Linked DNA regions of Sus scrofa: region 2 is linked to region 1. A link is a contact called in public promoter capture Hi-C data. All regions are on one chromosome and are shown on one strand. Each heading gives the region's core, a stretch centred on a gene start, on an enhancer-like site or on the middle of the called end of the contact. The rest is flanking DNA. Distances are from core to core; before and after follow the strand shown. Region 1 overlaps SASH1 (SAM and SH3 domain-containing protein 1). Region 2 overlaps SASH1 (SAM and SH3 domain-containing protein 1).

Region 1 (7,905 bases), core at 1,765-4,264:
AACCTGACACTCAGGAAAAGTCTGATTTTGACTCCAAGGAAATCATCTACGATTACAAACGGGATGTACTGGAGTTCCCGTCGTGGCGCAGTGGTTAACGAATCCGACTAGGAACCATGAGGTTGCGGGTTCGGTCTCTGCCCTTGCTCAGTGGGTTAACGATCCGGCGTTGCCGTGAGCTATGGTGTAGGTTGCAGACGCGGCTCGGATCCCACGTTGCTGTGGCTCTGGCGTAGGCCGGTGGCTACAGCTCCAATTGGACCCCTAGCCTGGGAACCTCCATATGCCGTGGGAGCGGCCCAAGAAATAGCAAAAAGAAAAAAAAAACAAACGGGACGTACTCATCGAGCTCTGGCCGCTCAGAGAACTCCGCAGACTCTCCACAGACCCTCCAGCTTTGAGCTTGGGCTTGTCCATGTGTTCGCCGTCAGGCTGAGAGGATGGAGGGGAGCCAGGCATTCCGTCGAGGCCTGAATCCTGAAATGGGTTTCAAGAAACATTACAGCTCATCAGAGGGGACGGGCGTCCTTTTGTAATTCACAGCAGTCGAGCCCACAACAAAGTCAAGCAAATCCATTCTTATATCCGTGTCTGATTCTTCACCTAATAGTCTCCTTCTTTGTAATCTATAGCCTTCTTCATTTTAAAGTTGTGGCTCATGTAACTATTAATTAAGCACTCAAGAAGTATTTTACATGCTCAAATAGATGTTCTTGAAAAAAAAAAAATCTATCTACCTTGTAGACAGATCATTTCATTAAAGACTTAGAGACTTTTGAGCAAACTCCTTATGCAGTAAAAAACTGGACTTTAAGTGCAGATTCGATATAATCCGCAAATAATGCAGTGTCCAGAAGGTACTATCAAAGGACATCAAGCCTGTCTGAAATAATTACACTTAAAAAAAAAAAAAAAAGAGGGTATCTTTTGTCTTTTAAAAAAAAGCCAGATGTGGAAGTCCCCTTGTGGCAGCATGGGTTAAGGATCCAGCTTAACCCATGTGAGGCAGGCTGCAACTGAGGTATGGGTTCAATCCCTGGCCCAGGAACCTCCACATGCCATGGATACAATAACAACAACAAAAAAGCCAGATTCCGGGAGTTCCCACTGTGGCGCAGCGTAAACGAATCTAACCAGGAACCATGAGGTTGCGGGTGTGATCTCTGGCCTCGCTCAGTGGGTTAAGGATCCCGTGTTACTGTGAGCTCTGGTGTAAATCACAGATGTGGCTCGGATCCTGCGTTGCTGTGGCTGTGGTGTACGCAGGCAGCTGTAGCTCCGGTTGGACCCCTAGCCTGGTAACTTCCATGTGCCGCAGGTGTGGCCCTAAAAAGCAAAAAAAAAAAAAAGGCCAGATTCTTATATATTTCTATCACAAAGTTATTGAAATTGGCTAATAAAATACTAACTTAAGACCCAGATATATAGCTGTCCCTTGAACACACAGAGATTAGGGGTGCTGAGCCACTCTGCAGCTGAAAATCTGAATATAACTTGTAGTTGGCCTCCTTATCCGGGGTACTGCACCTGCCAGATTCAACCACAGATCCAGAAGTGCTCTAGCAAAATCCACCTTTCAGTGGACCTGTGCAATTCAAGCTCGTGTTGTTCAAGGGTCAACTGTAGAGCAAACATACCACTGTTCTGTCTGTAATCAATTTTCATACGTCACCCTAGGATTTCACCTTCTTTCACTTCTTTTTCTGTGTTGTTAGTAAAAAGCTGCGAAGTCCCTTTTAGATGGTAAGGTCAACAGTTATGACTCAGCAGTTTTACTCACTTCTCGGATGCCTAGGTATCATTAGCTTGGCAAATGAAGGGTGACTAGAGCCTGCTCATTGAGATGTCGATAGCCAATGATAGCCAGAATGGTTTACTTGCCCAAATAGAACACTCTCTGGCATACTACACAGCCACGTGAGCACTAAACCATCTAAACGAAACCTGTTATTTGCAGAGTGCCGAATCATCAGACGGGCTCTGCCTGAGATTCTGCGGGGGCCCTGCAAACATTTAAGGACAACAGTAAGGGCAGCTTCTGACCCAAAACACACTTCTGCTTTATACATAAGGAGAGTAAGCAAATACCCTGAACAACAACTGCCATAAACAGGGGAGCATTATTAGGAAGTGACTTAAACTGCAAAGGGCGAATTCTGGAGTAGGTTTTCATTCATTTTTTGAATCATAAAATCAGCCACCTTTCCAATTAAAATCTTTTTAAAATGCTCCTGAAAAAAAAAATCTCACATTTTGAAAAACAGTCATAGGAAATATACACTTTGTATACTCTATGTTCACAAATGCTTTTAGAAAATTATTTATCACATCTTTATTGATTGCTTGCAAGAGCAGGTACTATTCTAGAAGCTGGGCATACAGAGTAGGAATAGAGCAGACACAAATCCTTACCAGAATAGTTGGTATACTTAGTAAAAAGTAGGGGGGAAATTAAAGCCTTCCATCAGTAATACTTGTCTCTCCAAAAAACATGACAGTGATTCCTTCTTTTTTTTTTTTGGTTTATGTGAAATGACTGTTTTAAAAACACAGAGGACTAAAAATATGAGATATCTACATACTAGTGAAATTATAGAAAAAGGCTCCATACGGCATTAAAGGTCGAGGCTCATGATTCATCAAGTGGAAAACGCCTAGGAATGTAAGTTTACAAGAGCTTTTGGTGGATGTTTCAATTTGGGGGAAAAGCCAACTAAACAAAGTGCTTTAAATTTGAGGCACTGCTTTCCTTGGCATGATGTGTGTTTCACAGGAGTGCAGAGTTTGCGTCACTGCTGGCCAGAAATACAGAGTCACCGTCACTCCCACACCCACAGGGACAAGAAATGAAAAGAACAAGGAAAACAATCATGGAGAAGAGACACTAGAGGCTGCCCAGACTTCCCCTGTAGGTCTAACAAGCCATGGCTTCTCAACCTGAGCACGAATGGCATTTGGATGGACAATTCTTTGTTGTGGGGGGAGGCTGCTCTGTGTATTGTAAGGGGCATCTCTGACTTCTATCCACCAGATGTCAGTAGCACCCAACATCACCCCACCCCAACCCGGTTACAACTATCGAAAATGTCCCCAGCCAAAGCCCGGGGGCTGGTGGGAGAGCAAAATCAACCTCCTACAGTATGTGAGAACCACTGTACTAAAGTGAAGATGTACAGGCTTTGTGTGTCTCACAGGGCAGGAGGCTGGCTAGCTGGTGTGCAAAGCAATACACAGGGAGGCTTGGTTTTTAGCTCTCTGTGTCCACCAGAGGGCAGCAGCTGAACAAAAATGTCTGCTTCCCCTGCTGTTTTATTCAGTAGATAGAGCGGCATCACCTCCACATTTCAGGTAGACAACCAGCTCACGCACAGGGACTTCAATAGACTACACAATGAACACTATAAAAGTGCCAGCGGAGAGGGTTCTAAAAATCTAATGGTCAAAATTATCTCCAGGCCCAGCTTTCCAAATGTCATTATTCCCTCTACCCACACAAATAAGACAGAAACAGGTCATGTTCCCAGTGATGACATTATAGAATTGGGGAAGGGAGAGGTGTCAGTTCTGTGTTATCTTAGTGGCTGCAGATTGGGCTACTTAGTGAAAACACCCTCACAGAAACAGCAGTAGTATGTTCAGTCCTACATCCAGGAAGCACCTTAAGTTTACCTCTCACACATGCTCTGTGCTTCTAGAACGACCTAACACTGCATTTCTTTGATAAGGGAAAAAAAGAGAGAGAGAGAAAGAAGTCTGCTGTCTAAGAAAACATGATTGTCCTTTTTTGGTTTGATCCCAGGGACGCCCATTTTGGAGCAAGGGCTACATTAGAAAAGAAAATCCTTCCTTTGTGTTCTAATTTGTAGTTAGTGCTTTTACTGCATTAAAGAAAAATCATTTCTTTACATGGCTGTGTTTTCTTTCACTATATCTAGAAGGCAGGGCCTGCTCTGTATGCCCAGCACCTAAGTGATTAATAAATATTTGCTGAATCCAGTGTTTGTCCACATAAACTAAGCATGGTCCTGGAGCCTGTTAAGGTCAATGCATGTGTATAGTACCATGTAAAATCTCAGATTGACCGTGCTCGGCTTTTCTTGTCGTCGGGAGGAACCAAGGGGGCTTTTTGCCTGGCCCTCACATACCTGCTCAGAGACAGAGCTGCTGTATTTTTTAGACATTCTCTTCCTCATGGTCTCTTTCACTGATTTCACTTTTTTCCCAAGAGAGATGCGGGAGGCAGTGGGTGATTTGATTACTTCTTTGTACACAAAATCTCCTTCTTTACCCTGCAAAACAAAAGGTTATAAGCATCTTTAATCACAGAAAATGAGGCTCCCAAACAGGTTTTATTATTCAAATCCTGAATGTTCGACCTCTCAGAAAAACATGGGCATGCCTCGGGACCTTCACTTTTTCCTTATATTAATTCACTGCTAGGTTATTTATCTTTTCAATTAAAAATTAAAAGCTACTGACTAAGGGGCTTTTGTTTATTGTTTGTTTGAAGTGGGATGTAAGTCACTTTACTTTCTTCAATCTTAGTATATTCTTCTATTATTTTCCCCCCATCATTTTAAACACCCAAAGGGACTGTATTTCATCAATAGTGACTTAGATGAACCAACGCTCACTTAATCCCAGCAGTTTGGAGGAAGGGAAAGATTATACAGCTAATCACCCTAGGAAAGTGGTAAGAACAAAACAGCAAATCTCAATTATGAGATGTCCAGCATCTGGTAGGATTTATATCATTTCCTGTGCTCAGACCCTAAGTAAGAGTGTGAAAATTTCCTTTTCTGAACCAGTTAGATTGCGGTCACCTCATTCTATTTTGCATTGAAACAAACAAACATTTCCCCCAGGAAAGACAAAAAAAAAAAATCACACTTTCATTTTTTTAAAAGACTGACTCCAGGACATTTTTGGTTTACAAATCAATACAATTTGATATCCAAATAAAATAGATTTATTCCTCCAGGAAATTCTTAAACACTTCCACAAAGATGAGTTCTTCAGCTGACATGTGATATGACAAGTGGAAAGCACAGAATCCTAATTTCACAGTTTCATGACAAAATGCACCAGGGGGAAACAAAACTGTATGGAAAATACACCTACATCCTTGGGACCTCAGACAGCAAGCCTTAGGGAGAACTTGGGTACCTCAGAGGTCTGTCCCTAGATTACCATCCAGAGACAGGTCTGAGGAAGCAGTAACCTTGGCCCTGAGAAGTCTGGTTTGCTCTGCCCCACAAGGACTGGGTCCACTTTAGGACACTTCAAATCAGAAAGACCTAGGCTTAAGGTAGGGCTACGCACCTGGCCTGTGACAAAGCTGGCTTTCAGAAATGTTGGCGCATACTCTTGGAACCCAAATCCCAGGGCTTCATCCTATGGCACTACCTGTGTGTAACAGCCCCATCCACTTGCAACTGGTGTGGACAAAAAGCACGTGTGCACCAATGACCAACACCATAGAAACCAAGCTCATCTGCACTTGTGACTCCAAGAACCCTGGAAACCAAGCCATCAAAGAAATGCGGCTACTGCCAAGAGGGAGAGGGAAGCTGCAGGTGGTCGTCATTTCACTTCGGGGGCAACAGTAAGGGGACTGAGGTGGGGAAACAGGACTTCTCTCCCAGTGTGACTTAGGATTCCCGAGGAGCAGTGTCATTACCCAGCAGTGACTCTCAAAGATACCAAATGCGAAACTGCGTCAACCACATCACTTGATCCAAACAAACCCTTTGCTGTGCTCTGATGCTCACTCACCACGGGGTCTGAAGTATTACTGCCGATGTGTAGGGAACGATTTGTCAAGTCGAAGCCTCCAAAACTGCAGGTTCTCTGTGGAAAGGAGAGGGCAGGGTGGGAATAATCCGGTTATGCTTACGGTGGCCAGCAGTGCAGCCACCCAACACGTTTCCCTCGTGCAAGACATCACGGAGTCACAAAAAGTTACGCGATGGACGTACGGAATGAGGAATGATGAAGAAAAAAAAAAATCCATGACTTATGTTATCAGGAGACGTCACTCATTTTGCATTTCCACAGGCCACTGGAACTGTGCCTACACCAGAGGTTCAGAATCCCCTTAACAAAAATCCAGTGGTTTAAAAAAAAAAAAAAAATGCAACAACAATAAACATACCTGTGTGAAGTGCGCTAAGATTCCCTGTCTCTTAGCAACAGAATCCCCTTCCAGTCCCCTTAATATTGGCTGCATATAGCAGTGATAATGAGGGAAAACTCATTAGAGAACCCCTTGCTCAGAGGGGTCTCGGGAATCCAGATCTGAAGTCCTATAGCCCTGCCTCCGACAGCAGGCTTTTCGAAGACTCTTGTTTTGTTTAGTTTTACATTGCTGAGATGGAGGGGAAAAGGTTATGTTTACAATAGAGTCTAATCAGGCCAGAGGATTACTCAGTCATTGCTTCCCTGACCTCGCCAAAAATGCTGATAACTTTCCCATCTAACTGCCCAACTGAATTCCTTATGACCCCTTTCCTCAGACTGTAGGAAGGAAAGACACCACATTTGCCCAGAAAGAAAAAGTTTGATTCTGGGACTGTCTTTGACCGCACTTCCTTCATTTCAATAGGGAAAACACTGATGTTATAAAGAATGCCTTGATTGTCCTTTCGGCTGCTTTCAAACTTTCTGGAACTGCTTATGTTTCAGGGCTTTAATTTTTCCAGAACTTGGTTTGAATTCTCTGTTGTTTTTCGAGCAAAAGCTACTCAAGCACCACCTCCCCCTGACCCCAAATCTTTAAGAACAAGGAGAAATTCAAAGCACACCAACTTTTGTTACAACTGATTCTCTTTTTAAGAAATTGGTAATAAAATCTCAATAACAGATTTGTTTCTCAGAGAACTCTAATTAACTACTAATACATGGAAGAAATGGACAGGAAAGTCAATTTATACTATAAACATTGCTTATTTAAAATACACACACATATGTATAACTGAGAAAGCAGAAACATCTAGGGGAAAAAAATACCTAGGTTTTTGGAATCATACAAAACCAAAGACTGGGAGTTCCCATCATGGCTCAGTGGTTAATGAATCCGACTAGGAACCATGAGGTTTTGGGTTCAATCCCAGGCCTTGCTCGGTGGGTTAAGGATCTGACGTTGCCGTGAGCTGTGGTGTAGATTGCAGACACGGCTCAGATCCCAAGTTGCTGTGGCTCTGGTGTAAGCTGGTGGCTATAGCTCCGATTTGACCCCTAGCCTGGGAACCTCCATATGCCGTGGGAGTGGCCCAAGAAATGGCAAAAAGACAAAAAAAAACCCAAAAGACAAAAAACCCAAAGACTGGTTCTGCCATTTAACTTGCTGTGTGACCACAGTTAAAGTACTTAAACTCTCTGAGCTTTGGTTTCTTCACTAGTAAAATACTATCTATATTCTAGATTTGAGGCTTCTAGCACACTGCCTGGTACAAAGCCTCACTCTAGGAATGCTGGTTTCTTTCATTACTGAAAACACCACACTGAGAATTTGGTAGCTTGTCTTGACAATTGCTGCGTTCAAGTTTAGGCTTAGGCAACAGGCTAAATGTGCAAATGAAGAACTGGGCTTACTTCTGGGCCTTACATTCTGGGAGCTTCCCCTGTAAACCAGAGCCATCCCAGGAATGGGCCAAAAATAGAGAGAGGGCAGGTGTGGCAGAAGGAGAAGCCAAGAGAGGCAGAAGTGCCGCAGGAGGCTCGGCGGGATAACCAGCATTCAGGATATCACGCAGCTGTTTTTCTCCTTCACCAAAGCTGTTGCTGCTGGTTTAAGTAATCCACCATGGACACGATTTCAAAGGAGAGTTATTCTAATTTTATGTGAAACATCAATAGACAATCTGATTTCCCTTACAGTCAACTGAAGTGGACCTATCTCTATAA
Region 2 (7,905 bases), core at 1,640-4,139, 180 kb after region 1:
GATGAGAAAGGTAAGGCAACTGTTAAGAGTTGGGTTTACTAGTCTACTTAAGAATTTCAGTGTTTTAGCCACCTGGTACCTTACTCAATTCCAGAAAATACAAAGGACAGTGCTACCTCTACTGGGGACAGCTTGTTTTCCACATAAACACATTCTGACCAGTGACTGAGAATGAAGCCATACAAGCAGGATGGTGGGGGCAGCACCAGTCGGGAGTCCTTCTTCTTGCCTCATCAGATGACCTGAGGGCAAAGCATTTAACTTTTCTGTGCCACCTCCGTTTCCCCATTCTAGATGTAGCAAGGCCACACTAATTGCCACCTACCTCCTCAAAGGTGATATTATATGTCAGGGTCATCTAAACATAGGTATTATTTAGCCACAACCTAAACACACATATCAATATAATTAAATCTTAACCAGCATTTTGGAACTCAGAGCAATCAATCTACTCTAGACATTTAAGCTCCTTTTCCTGGCACAACCTAATAAATAGAAAAGGAAATAAGTAATGCATTTGAAGGGGAATGTTGGTACCTATTAATAGGTTCCCAGGAGGATGGAGACAGACCCCACCCCTCGAATGTACCTTTTGACCTTGGAGACCTGCTTTGGACCTGGGTACAGCCTGCACAAGACCTACACCCTTCCCCGGAATGTGGAGCAGAGATTAACCGCCTACAAGGATTCACTGCCCTCTGTCACAGGACTCGACCACCTACCCCTCCCCACCTACTCCGCCCTTGAACTTCCGCTCCTCCTTCTTGTCGTTCTTGCCACAAGTTCCCGCCATGAACTCCCGGCACAGATTCCTGCCACGGATCCTTTATAAGCTTGGAACCTGCTCACAGTCAGGGCTGGTGCCATCTTGAGCTCAGCCCGTGCCCCTCTGATGCCTTCATAAATCTCTTTTGCTTTACCAGCTAGGCCTTGTGCATTCTTCCCTTGGCAAACCTAACACCTATAATTTTGTTGTCTGTATATAAATATGAGTTTTCGAACAGTCATTTTTCTACGTATAGAACATGTATCATTTTTTGACTGTCTTAAAAATGAAGCTGAACATTTTCACTTATCAGCTTCGTGATGCTTCTACTCAAAATAAATCTGATTACTTCTTCCAAATTGAGTCTTTTGGTGGGGGTGGTTCTGGTTTTTTGTTTTTGCTTTTTGCTTTTGTAATGATTTTTATTTTTTCCATTATACCTGGTTTACAGTGTTCTGTCAATTTTCTGTTGCACAGCAAAGTGACCCAGTCACACATACATGTATACATTCTTTTTTCTCACATTATCATGCTCCATCACAAGTGACCAGACATAGTTCCTAGTGCTATACAGCAGGATCCCATAGGAACTGAGTCGTTTTTCCTTTGATTAATGTCAATCTTCCAAAAATTCCTTCAGGGGCTTTTTTTTTTTTTTTTTTTTACAAAATGTAAAGAATAATCAGCAACATCACGATTGCCATCATACTATTTCAGAGTCCCATAGGGTACCATTTATAAAGAGCTTTTTATAATAGAGTTACATATCCCATTAGGGTGGGAAAGGGCCTTGGAGGTGACCTGGATCAAATCTCTCATTTTGAGGATAAAGAAATGGGCTCCAGAGAATTTGAATTCAAGTGAACACAGCTACATGGAGCAGAAAAAAGTCAGATGGCTTTTGCTTTTAAAAGTTCTTTTAGGAGTTCCCTGGTGGCTCAGTGGGTTAAAGATCTGGTGGTGTCACTGCTGCGGCGTGGGTCTGATTCTGGCCTGGGAAATTCCACATGCCACGGGCAAAGCCAAAAAGAAAAAAGAAATATATATATATATAGAAAACTATACCATTGGATTGCTTTTTAAAATTAATTGGTAAAAGAAACTGTTCAGAGATACGTGAATGGAGCTCTCCAGATCACAGGTTCAGAGATGGATTTTAAAGGGCAAACAATAAAATATTGGAATTAAATGTATTTATTGGAATAAAATGTATTATCCATAAGAGTAGCATATGTTTTAGGAACACAGTTTCATTCAAACACTTGTTATTTTTCAGAGGCAATATATTTGCTGCAGAAAAAATGTGAGCTAAAGCAGAGATTAAATCCAAAAGATTATAAATAGTCCACTTTAGTTTTTACCATTTTTGCTTTCCGAAATTGAGCAATGAAAAGAGATAAGCTCGTTTAGTTTTTGCCTACCATCGGCAGCCCTCTCTGGCACTCTAACTTGGGGCATTCCACAGTGCTTTAGGGGCACTAACTGTAAGGAAAGACTGAAATGCCAAAACATTTTTCCCCTGACAATCCCAAATAAATGTAAGTGTACAGTTTTTTCACAACTCCCTTCAAAGCAAGCCAAACCCCTGCTAAAGTAGTACCTGTTTAAAAGCTTCTTCAGAGTTCCCACTGTGGCTCAGTGGGTTAAAAACCCAACTGGTATCCATGAGGATATGAGTTTGATCCCTGGCCTCACTCAGTGGGTTAAGGATCTGGGATGGCCACAAGCTGTGTGTAGGTCGCAGATGGTCCTCTGATCTGGTGGTGGTGTGGCTGTAGTGTAGGCCAGCAGCTGTAGCTCTAATTTGACCCCTAGCCTGGAAACTGCCATATGCCACAGGTGTGGCCCTAAAAAGAAAATAATAATAATAAAGCCTCTTCATCATGGAGTATTTGGTAAGAGAGATTGAGCAAAGAGCTAAGAGCAAACCAAAGAGAAATGAAAACTAAGTGAAGACAGCCCAAAAAGGCCAAGGAAAGAAGGTAAATAAACCAAATGAGGCTGCAGGGCTATAAATACTTTTCTCTGAAATCTCTTCTTCCACTCTGATAAGCAATGTTACTAGCCTGGCCAGTTCAGTTTTCCTCTGTGTTGATGCAATGTAAACACCAAAGTTCTGCCTGGGAATTATTCCATCAGGCATAATACGATGTGACCGAGATTTCATTTTGCAGAGTCGGGTCAGACTACATCATTTCTAAAGCCCTTAGTGATTCTGAAATATGAGGGTTCTGAACTCTTCAGTAACACACATTCTAGACAAGAAACAAAAACCTCTGAGGGGGCTGACAACATTGAATTAACAATGTTTCAGGCAAAGAACCCAGAGACTTCAACTCACCATATAATTACTTCTGAACTAACACAAGAGCAGTGTCTCCTGCGGGAGCTGTGAGGTTCTGTGAGAGCTGACTGACACTGAAAACGAGAAACAAAAGGAAGCGTGGAGAAGGAATGATCTTTAGCATCATACTCTGTGCTATTTATCTGTTTAGCTTAGGAGACTGTAAGAGAGGAAAAAAAAGGAATGTGTTAATAAGAGATCAGAGATTATGTTAAATATTTCCCAATTGTGCAAGAAAAGTCTTAAAAGCACAGCTGGCAAGTATCAGGCACCAACCAAATTGCTTCATCAATCTTGTCTATTTTATAAACTTTACCCAATGAGAATGCCTCCTTGGCTGTCTCTCTTGCTTAAACATACTTGTGAAAAATACATTTTTTTCTATTCAATTTAAAAGCTCCAATTAAAACTATCACTCTGCTTCTTTGAAGTGCTGTAATGTTATATACACAGAACAAAAGATTCGCACTTACAAAATTAATCCCAGAAACCACGGAAGACTAAGAAGACTACTACAAATCTTATCCAGAATTGATGTATTATCTAGAATACTTTCAATAACAGATTATTTATAAATAAAATTGTACATATGCAAAATAGTTTGCATATGACTATTAAATGGGAGGGCATTGAGCTGAGTGTAACATTCTGGAAAAAATATGTGTTGACATTAAAACAAAGGAAAGTGTGATATCCATTTTTACCACTCATTTTTTTTTTAAAGAGTCACATATTTGCATAAATTACTTGAGACAACCATGAGTCTTAGTTGCATTGTCCAGCCTGATGTGAAGTCCGAAAAGAGCTTGGCTTTATTCTGTTCTATGACTTTCATGGAAGAGCCAACATTTTGGACCACAAGGAATGAGGCTATTACACCCCTTAAATGTACCTGTTGGCTGTTAAAAAGGTACTCCCATTCCTGTTTCTGAAAAAAGAAGGAAGGGAAAAAAAGAAGGGAGAGAGAGAGAAGAAATCTCAACTTTCCTTTCTGCTATAAAGTTCTATCATTTTAGAACCTCAGATCCATGCATCTTTCTTCTCACGCAATCCTTCCCATGTATAGTAAATTTTTCAATCTCCCCTCAGTCATTCAAAGCCATTTTCCTTTCCTGGGTACTTTCTTTCAAATTGCATTTCCTGTGACACACACAGAGGCACGCGCGCATGTGCACACACACACACACACACACACACACACAAAGGCTCAATTATCTCAATTTTTCTGAGCCGCCTTATACAGTTGAAGATATAAATAAATGAACTTGGTGAAGAACTCATCAAAAGAGGTGGCACCATGAGAATGTCTCAATGAGCTTCTCACATACAGAGATAGAAATTTGAGTGGCAGGACACTGGGGTCATGGTTACTTCTTTAAATAGTGCCTTGGTCAAGCTTAGTGAAACAATTCCCTGTTTAGGGAAACGTAACATGCTCTGCTCCTACGGTTAGTGCTGGCTGGCATAAGGACTAAAATCTAAGAGAAGTATTAATATGGGTACGCAGGCACCAGATTTTCTGCACCATTTCCCTCTTAAGGAACACAAATATTTTTAAAGGAACAAAAAATGTATTGCCTAAGCATAATTTTTTCCTCTGCCTTATAAATGAAACAACTAGGTACTAGCTCCTCTTTATCTACTGAGTATTTTCAAAAATCAGATGATGTTGATTCCAACAGCAAAGAGACACAACAAAGGCCCCTTGTTCTAGAAATGAGGTCATTTGGACAGTCTATCCATTAAGAAAAAGCCTATTTTGCTTTCAGAGGTCACCTATTAGGGCAGGAAATCCATCTTTCAGCCAGTGGACTAACATCTGGCCTAAGTCTTCTGGGCTGAAATGTCAATTTCCTGGTCTAAATGGAACACACATGAAAGGAAAAAAGATGAAAAATACAAATCTTCATTTGCCAAAGAACTCTTCAAGAGTAGCATAGACAATAAGAATTACCCAAATAAGAGCTACTCTTCAGCGATCAAAACAAAACAAAGCAAAACAAAAAACCCTGTAAAATACCTTTAGGAAATTTGTATTTCTCTCTGTAATAACTACCGAAAGGCAAAATTAAGAAGCTAAAGATTAATGATAGCCAAGGGACAAATCAACCATTCACTAGTAAATCCATAAATAAATCTACTTTAATTTAGAATGACTAATCACGATTCATGATAATTCATTCCAAGCTGGGTAAAATTTGCTTTTGTACTATTGGGGGCGGGGGTGGGGGGGTGCAGGTAGGAGTTTACTAACTAAATTAACAGGATAAAACTTTAAAAAGAGAAAAAAAAAAAGGAGGCTGTTTCATCAACATCAGAAATTCTTTTACAGCCAGTTAAAAGTGCCATAAAATACCTCGTGTGTAATTCTTCTAAATAAGCCATTCAATTTATACTACTTTCTGTTCTCTTTGAGAATATTCCATAATTTTGACTAGTCTTTCCTACTGGTTCAAATTGGAGATATCTTGGTCCATCATTCATTCATTGATTCATTAGGCAACAAATATTGATTGAGGGACAGAGTTCCCTTTGTAGTTGAGCAGTTTACGAACCCAACTAAGATCTATGAGGATGCGAGTTCGATTCCTGGCTTCACTCAGTGGGTTAAGGATCCAGTATTGCAGTGAGCTGTGGTGTAGGTTGTAGATGTGGCTCAGATACCGTGTTCCTGGGGCTGTGGTGTAGAGGGGCAGCTGTAGCTCCGATTGGACCCCTAGCCTGGGAACTTCCATATGCCGCAGATGTGGCCCTTAAAAAAAAAGCAAAAAAGCAAAAAAAAAAAAAAAAAAAAAAATTGACTGAGGGCCGATTATGTCTGACATTATGTTAGATTTTGACAAAACACAGCTCTGGTTTTCAGAAGCATCAAACGAGCCGTATAAGGCGTTCCCTCGAGGCACAGCAGATTAAAGATCCAGCATCGTCTCTGCAGCGGCTTGGGTCACTGCCTTGGCGTGGGTTTGATCCCTGGCTCAGGAACTTCCACATGCTGCAGGTGCAGCCTAAAGAAAGGAGGGAGGGAGTGTAAACACTTGTGTTTTTGAAAATAAATTGTTCAGTTGTTCAACTTAGGTTTATTTTATAATGAATGGTGATGTGGAACCTAGAAGGGGGTGAAAATTTAGACGGGGCAACTTTTCAGCCATGCTGCTAATCTAGGCAAAAGGCTACAAGGCATAACAATGCGGGCACTTTAGCAGGGGTACGTCAGTTCCTGTCTGATCCCACACTGCTTTTCCAGCCTGATTTTCTGTTATGATCCAACATAGAGTTACTCTGGGAGGCTCTTATCTACTTTCCCCCACGTTCTCTGTATTTCCTATTTTCTGCTTCTCTGTTTTGTTCCGACTGTTAATTTTTCCTGAAGTACTCCTGCTTTCTCCTTCCAGCTTTGCTGAGATATAATTGACCTATGACATTGCGTAAGTTTAAGGTGTACAGTGTGTTCACTTATATATTGTAAGATGATTGCCACCTTGGTGTGAGCTCACACCTCCATCACCATCATGTCACGCAATGACCATGACCATGACCGTGCCTTTTTTTGTGGTGAGAACATTGAAGATCTACTCTCTCAGCAGCTTTCAAGTATAATACAGCAGGATTAACTGTACTCACCATGCTGTACCTTAGATTCCCCAGAACTTGTCTTACAACTGGAAGTTTTTACCTTTTGGCCAATATCTCACCAGTTCCTCCACCCCTAGCCCCTTGTAACCACCATTCTACTCTCTGTTTCTATGAATTAAGCTCTTTTAGAGTCTACATATGAGTAATATCATACAGTATTCGTCTTTCTGACTTCTTTCACTTAGCGTCATGCTCTCCAAGTCCACCAATAACAAGATCTTCTTCTTTCTTACCGCTTAATAATATTAGGTGGTTTCCATATCTTGCCTACTGAGAATACTGCTTCAGTGAACATGGGAGTGCAGATATCTTTGAGATGCTTCTTCATTCCTTTGAATATATACCCAGAAGTAGAATTGTTGGATAAGATGGTAGTCCGATTTTTCATTTTCTGAGGAACCATACTGTTTTCCATAGTGGTTGTACCAATTTACATTCCTACCAACCGTTCATAAATGTTCCCTTCTTTCAGGTATCTTTATTTTTGAAAGAGTCCCAGGCGAGTGGGATGGGGAGCAAAGATTGAAATCCACCGGTATAAGTGAGAATGGAAAATTGACAAGGACAGAACTTGGGGAACACTAGCATTGAAGAGGACGTGGGGTAATGCCGTGTTGTCTGGGTGAGAGCGGTCCCAGGGGTAGGAAGAGAATCATGACAGCAGGATGTCAAGGGAGTTGAGGATTATAGGAAGGAGGGAGGGATCCACAAGGTCTGACCTCATGGAAAAGTCAACAGTATAAGTATCAACCTCATGTTCATTTGGGGGGGACTGGTAACTCTATTTAGCCAGTGAAATTTCAGTGTAGAAGAAGGAGTGGAAACTAGATGGAAGGGGATTGAGGAAATGATGGGAGAAAAATGGGTGAAGAAAGATAACAGAAGGGACCATCAAGTTTGACAATGTGTCTAAACATGTGAAAGATCTGAGCAAATATATAAGGTAAGCAGCACCTGTAGCGTGTGGAGTTTCTCAGGCTAGGGGTCTAATCAGAGCTACAGCCACTGCCCTACACCACAGTCACAACAACGCCAGATCCAAGCCGCATCTTCGACCTACACCTCAGCTCATGGCAACGCTGGATCCTTAACCCACTGAGCAAGGCCAGGGATCCAACCTGCAACCTCATGGTTCCTAGTCAGATTCATTTCTGCTGTGCCA

What was found. Promoter capture Hi-C pulls out the DNA fragments that hold promoters and counts their contacts.
Region 2: a contact with region 1 is called in a promoter capture Hi-C map of liver, with 7 times the contacts expected there. The contact joins two enhancer-like sites. A contact is called at or near these places in 1 of 5 promoter capture datasets (liver), 3 of 47 Hi-C or Micro-C datasets (embryonic fibroblasts, liver and skeletal muscle) and 1 of 2 datasets of contacts at active chromatin or transcription factors (skeletal muscle).

The regions. Positions count from the first base shown.
Region 1 is chr1:17,329,762-17,337,666 of Sscrofa11.1, forward strand. SASH1 (SAM and SH3 domain-containing protein 1) reads right to left here. Exons shown (of 20, transcript XM_021072061.1): 11 at 5,776-5,850; 12 at 4,146-4,289; 13 at 342-477. Among named protein-coding and RNA genes, the nearest start is that of UST, 200 kb to the left of the region's middle. Within about 2 kb of position 3,015, at least 10 of the 83 cell types and tissues checked have an H3K27ac peak or open chromatin away from gene starts, as enhancers often do. A contact at or near this core is called in liver, where this site is marked.
Region 2 is chr1:17,513,467-17,521,371 of Sscrofa11.1, forward strand. The region is part of intron 1 of SASH1 (SAM and SH3 domain-containing protein 1); the gene reads right to left. It overlaps LOC106508822 (a long non-coding RNA gene), which reads left to right. Exons shown (of 2, transcript XR_001305890.2): 2 at 548-1,430. Among named protein-coding and RNA genes, the nearest start is that of SASH1, 150 kb to the right of the region's middle. Within about 2 kb of position 2,890, at least 9 of the 83 cell types and tissues checked have an H3K27ac peak or open chromatin away from gene starts, as enhancers often do. A contact at or near this core is called in liver, where this site is marked.